2 separate regions of the Mustela erminea genome follow, and region 1 is linked to region 2. The links are chromatin contacts, called in public Hi-C maps. All regions are on one chromosome and are shown on one strand. Each heading gives the region's core, a stretch centred on a gene start, on an enhancer-like site or on the middle of the called end of the contact. The rest is flanking DNA. Distances are from core to core; before and after follow the strand shown.

Region 1 (3,112 bases), core at 15-2,514, 130 kb after region 2:
GATCAAGATAAGGGAGAGTGCCTGTAATTCTGCAAGAACTCTATTAAGGCTGCATAATTACTGACCACTAAAACATTAACAGGGGAAGTCCACAACTATTGGGCTAAAACGTCTGAATACATTTACGCTAGTAAGAGAGCTCACTCCGGCTAAAGAAAAAAAGAGTGAAATTAGGCCCAACTCCAATCGACTCTAATAAATCAAGAGAGCCGTGCGGGCTTATCCTTTCTGAAACGCAAATGAAATGGGTATTAAAATCCATTTTAAAACTTCAAGATTAAAACAGTTCACAACCAACAGTGATGCTACTAACGCTTTTTATAGAAAGCCTGCGCAGGAAAACACCGTTAGCACTACTAAAGATATTTAATGAAAGCCGTTCGCGGAATACAGGCGAGGGGAGGAAGGTAATTATTTTCTGCGTTCTGCACACATGCCGAGGCGAAGCGCTTTTAAGACCGTGGCCAACACCACCACCGACAAGCTTCTGAAGGAATTCCCGGCTGTACAATCGGATGTCAAGAAGAAAGCCACGATGCTAGCAAACCGGAGATGCGGGGACGGGAAACCCTAACGTTCTCTTCCCGGAGATCCTGGCTGTAAAATCTGCGCTACGCCTGTATCTGGGGGTACGCGGGTACTGGCCTCCGCCCCCTATGCCCCTCCCTGCGGCAAGCGAAGGCCGGTCGGCGAAACGCCCGCGAGCAACACCCCAACCTCGACCGGCCCCCGGACTCCGCCCGAGGCCCCCGGCGCACCCACCGCAGTGAAACCAAGGGTTGGGGTCGAGGCGGCCCCGGAGGCCGGGGCGCGGACGAGGCCGCGGCTGCGTCCGCTGTGTCCCGGGGCGGTCGGGTGGGCGGGCGTGGCCCGGCCTGCGAGAGGGCGCGGACACTCACCACACCATGCCGTAGGCGCCCTCGCCGATGTACGAGAGGTTGGTGTAGCGCGGCCCCACATCGAACACCTGCCCGCGGACCATCTCCGGGCCCGCGCCCGCCGCCGCCGCCGCCGCCATGTTGGCTGCCGGGCCGCCGCCGCCGCCTCCGCCGCGAAGGGCTCGACGCTCTGCAGCCGCCGCTCGGCCCACGCCGCGCCTCCCGGAGGGACCGCGCCGCTGCGAGTGCAGCTGCCGATGCCGACCGGGAAGGAGCAAGGGCGGAACCGCTTAGAAAAGCAGGAGAGGACACCACCACTCGGACCGACTGCCTGCCTGACTGACTGACGGACGGGCCAGCGGGCGGAGGGAGGGGCGCGCGCCGTGGAGGGCGCCGGGGAGGAGCCAATAAGCGTGCAGGCGGATTGGCTCCCCACCGTCTGGGGGCGGGGCTGCACGGGCCGGCGGAAGCGGCGAGGTCGGGGCGGAGCACTGCGGCGGCGGTAGAGTCACCGCCCTGCTTGGTCACGTGCCTTCGTGGGGGAGTTGGCGAGGGAGGAGGCTCTCTAGACGCAGAAGAACACCTAGGGGGGCGCCTGGATGGCTCAGTGGGTTAAGCCTCTGCTTTCGGCTGGGGTCATGATTCCGGGGTCTTGAGATCGAGCCCCACATCGGGCTCTCTGCTTGGCGGGAGTCTACTTCTCCTTCTCTCTCTGCCTGCTGCTCTACTTGTGATCTCTCTCTGTCTCTCTCTCTCTCTCTCAAATAAATAAATAAAATCTTAAAAAAAAAAAAAAAGACCCCCGAGGCATCGGCACCAGCGAGAGGTGTACCACTGAGCCTGAGAGGCTGTCGGGGCAGGGAAAACCCGGGAGCCCGGTACTGACGTGGGATAGCGCGTGGGGGACGACGCCGGGGAGCCACAGGCCGGCCGCAGGCGTGGGGCGGGCCTCCGCGACTCGGTGGCCCCCACACAAACTTAGAGGCCTGAAGACAAGGACAGAAACAGAAAGACATGACCGAGACCGCGAACGATATTTGCATACTGAGAAAGTGTAAAACACAAAAGTTTTGAAACTAAAGCTAGAAACTCAGGATCCACTAATCAGACACGTTTGTTCAATCAGTGTTTGCTGAGCATCTAAGTTGTTCCTGGGCATCCACATTCTAGAGTGAGGAGATAGGTAGTAAGAAAGAAAGGAGGGAAGAGGGGTTTAAAAATATATATATATATATGCTCAAGTTGTGATAAGTATTGTGAAAAACATAAAGCAGAGTAAGGGGTAAGACGGTAGTGGAGAAAGGGAGATTCAGAGCCTGAGACCCAGATTGGTACAGATGGGTAGAATCTTAGGACATGCCAAAACAAGAATGCAAAGGTGTAAACACCAAAACTAAAATATTAAGATCTAGAGAAAATGAGACAAACACACTGGGGCCCTGAAGTACACACAAACACCAGAGGTTGAAAAATAAAGATCAATCCTAAAGCCCGTGAATACCAAGAATGGCTAAGACAATGAGACAGAAATGAAACAACCACTGCTTCGGAACATTTCCCAGGCCATCTTTGGAGGGGAACTAAGGATGTAAGATCCTGCATCTCAGTTGTCCAACACTGTGATCTTGAAAGCCCTCAACTCTGGACTTCTAGAGGTCAGCAAAATTCAGTTAGTCAATCTCAAAGTTGAATAGGCAAATTATTTAAAAACCTGGTATGAAAAAGGTACGTGGCATGTAAGATGAGAAATAAAGTGCTAAAGCCAAAAATTACTCCTTTGAAGTATATTTAGTCCACTAAGCACAACCCAGTTTTAGATACATCTTATTTTTATTCTTGATTATAAGAGTACATTGCATCTTTGGATTGCATCTTGATACATTGCATCTTGATTATAAGAGTACATTGCATCTGAGCCTGGGTGGCTCAGTGGGTTAAAGCCTCTACCTTTGGCTCAGGTCATGATCCCAGAGTCCTAGGATACAGCCCCACACGGGGCTCTCTGCTCAGCAGGGAGCCTGCTTCCCCCCTCTCTCTGCCTGCCTCTCTGCCTACTTGTGATCTCTCTCTGTCAAATAAACAAAATCTTAAAAAAAAAAAAAAAGAGTACATTGCATCTTTTAAAGAACAGACCAAGATAAATGGAGAGTATTATGAAGTTTAAACCACAGTAACCATAGTAAAATCCAATAGTTAATGCAGTAAAAAGCAGATTTGACAACACAGAAGAGCAA
Region 2 (2,968 bases), core at 66-2,565:
AAGGAAGCAGAAGGGTCCAGGAGAGCTTCAGTATTAGCATTCCTCAAGTGTACCACGACTGTCACCCAAGAACCCGGGGCCAGGGGTAAGAGGGAATCAGCGCACAATTACAAAACTCAACCACCCCAGCATCCAGCACAGCTCCTGGCACCGAGCAGGGACTCTTCTACTAGAACAGAGCAGAGGCTGGAGCGTGCACAGGTGTGGGAGAGAGCCAGGCTTGCTCAGGTGAGGCACCTGGAAGAGTTCCCTAGAGGAGGTAAGCCTCCTCTTGAGGCTTGCTTAGTTTAGGAGGGAGGTGGGTGGAAAGAATAACATTCTTGGCAAAGGAAACAACAGGTTAAAGTGTGTGTTCTGGCCAGAAAGAGGAAGAAGAAATGCAACTGAACAAAAAAGCTTGGGGGTGGGGAAACTGAGGTCTTCCAAAGCCATTATCTTTGCAAAATGAAATTATAGCCTTTTTTTTTTCCCCATCCTGGAACTCAGCACATTATCTGGACATCAAAGATGTCAACCAGAGGCAGGCCTGGGGGAGGGGGACCCTACTGAGCAGGTTTCTCAAGCTATGGCTCCTGCAAGCTGTGCTTTAAAAAAAAAAAAAAAAAAAAAAAATCCTAGTGCTACAAGCAGGGAACTGATACAGAGAACAATTCATTTTAGTCACGATCTTTATGTGGGTAACTCGAAAACATCCCCCTCTTCTAATAAACATTCCTATGAACCCTCTTTTGTCCTCATTTCACTCCGGGTCGCAACATTTTTTGTTGTTGCTGTTAAAGAGGGAAAAGCCCATTACCAGCAGGCATCCAGTTCATTCTCTCTGTAAATTTTTTTCGTGGCTGAAGTGGGAAGGAGGCAGGGAAGGGAAGGAAGAAAGGAGGGCAAAATCAAAGCTCAGGCTTTGTGGTCAGCTCCAACACGGAGTGAGCCAAATAACAAAAAAATCCAATCAGAACAAAAACATCCACAGGTGCGGCCCGCTCGCGCCCCGCCCGCCGGCCCGGACGCCCAACAGGTGCCTCCGAGCCCCGCCCGCTGTCGCAGGAGCCTCGGGTCGCCACAAAGTAGCCGCCCGCGCAACAGTGTCCAGGCCCGCCCGTACTCACGGCCGCTCGGCGGTCCGCGCCCCGGCCCGCAGCGCCCATCCGGCCCGGGCCCCGGTCAGCGCGGGCTCGGCTCTCAGGCGGCGCCGGCGCGGCCCGGGACGCGCTGCGGCCGTTGGCGCCTCCGCAGGGCGCGAGGCATCCTCCCGCCGCCGCCCCGCGGGCCGCCTGCCCTTTGTTTTGGAGCCGCGGCCCCGCCGCGCCGCCGTTAACGGCCTCGGAACGCGGCGTCGGCCAATCAGCGCGCCCCCCCCGCCCGCGCTCCGCCCCGTGCCCCGCCCCTCCCGCGCGTTCCCTCCCCGCGCGCTCCGCGCCCCGGAGCTGGACCCGCTCGCACTCGACCGGGCTGGGCGGGGGCGCACGTGCCGCGGGGCGCGCCGCGCTCCCATTGGCCGGCCTGCCGAGCGCGGCCTCGGAGCCAGCCTATGAGGGTTGAAGGGCCTGGGGGCGGGGCCCTGCGCGGAGGGGCGGGCCCTGGGGCGGGCTCAAAGAGGATCGCAGTGCGCAAGCGCGGTCTGTTCTGAACTTGGGTGTTCAGCCCACGGTCTTCGCCAGCAGGCTTCTCCCGCGGTGGGGAGCCCGCGGGCCACTCGATCTCTCCGCACGCCTGGGTCGGCTCATGGGCGTCAGGGCCGCAGCTTCCGGGGCCGAAGCGGGGCTCATGGGTCGGCCGTGCGCAGGACTTGGGCTTCCCTGGCCCGACCACTCGCAGACTCGGTTCCCAGAATACGGGGTCCTCCGCGCTCGCCCACTCCATCCTCCCCGAACGCTCCAAGTCACTCTGCCTGAGAACCTCTGCATCTGGCTCTCTGCTCCAGATCGGATTCGACAGGAAGCTCCATCCTCCACGTGGCCCTCCTGGCCCCCCCAGGCAGCCCATCCCATCTTCATGTCCACACCCCATCCCTCTATGACTCTCAAGTCATTTTTTTTTTTGGCCCTACAGCTTATAGGTTGTTTCTTAAGTTACATAATTTTTTAAAAACCACAGTGTTGAGGTCACAATGTATATAACATTTTTATAAATGTTAGCCTTCTTTAGATCTTGTTTCTTTTTTGCAATGCAGTGTATCTGTAAAGATCTCTCAGCGTCTTTGGATGTGCATCTGATTTATTACCGTACTTAGAAGGTCTCTGGATACTATCCATTTGTCAGAACTCAGCCATTCTCCTGGCAATGTCTCCAGCTCCCCCTCTTTTACAAACCTGGCTGCAAAGTGGGAACTCATGATTGTTTTTAAGATGCAGTTTTCAGAGGAGTGTTAGCAACTCTTCATTAACTGTTAAGTCTTTCATAGCTTCTATTTCCAACTTTCAGATCTTCAGTTTGCAACTGAGTGTAGGGGGGCTCCTTTCTCTTGTAAAATTTAGAGATTCCTTAGATTTTCTTAAATATTATGCTTTTGTTGTTTTTGCTACAGCAAGTATCTTAGCCAGTCCTCTATTGAAAAAAATCCCAATTTTTATGTGAGTCAACGTTTATGTAATTTTGTATCTTGCTTCGAGAAGGGGCATTTTACTCTTACTGCAGTTTTTAATGAATGATTTTAGTGGCTGCAGAATATTGAATTTAACATACCCAAATAACTATGTGCTCGTTAGGCACGTTGATGATTTCTGCTCCATTTCTTTGGATTCCTGCATTCTTGGAATATTTTTGCACCAGATTTCCTATTGTGCTTTGCATTGTGGTTCCTAGCTTCATCCTCAGAAATACATCTTTTCCTTAAAATCTAAGGGATTGATGCATGTGATGCAGGTGAATCCAGTACCCTGGCCTGTGAGCTCACTGCCCCCTCTCCTGCAAGAATTTTGCCCTCTGCATGACCCCCAGGATGGATCCCTTTCCTGACCACTGACCAGTG

The links. A called contact is a pair of places that touch in the nucleus more often than the background predicts.
Region 1: a Hi-C map of spleen shows a contact between it and region 2, with 5 times the contacts expected there. The contact joins the promoter of MAPK1 here to the promoter of YPEL1 in region 2. A contact is called at or near these places in 2 of 3 Hi-C or Micro-C datasets (skeletal muscle and spleen).

The regions. Positions count from the first base shown.
Region 1 is chr13:64,088,884-64,091,995 of mMusErm1.Pri, forward strand. MAPK1 (mitogen-activated protein kinase 1) reads right to left here and starts at 1,265. Exons shown (of 9, transcript XM_032310395.1): 1 at 900-1,265. The coding sequence starts at 1,018.
Region 2 is chr13:63,959,445-63,962,412 of mMusErm1.Pri, forward strand. YPEL1 (protein yippee-like 1) reads right to left here and starts at 1,316. Exons shown (of 5, transcript XM_032310397.1): 1 at 1,107-1,316. It overlaps LOC116571902 (a long non-coding RNA gene), which reads left to right. Exons shown (of 3, transcript XR_004278040.1): 3 at 330-340.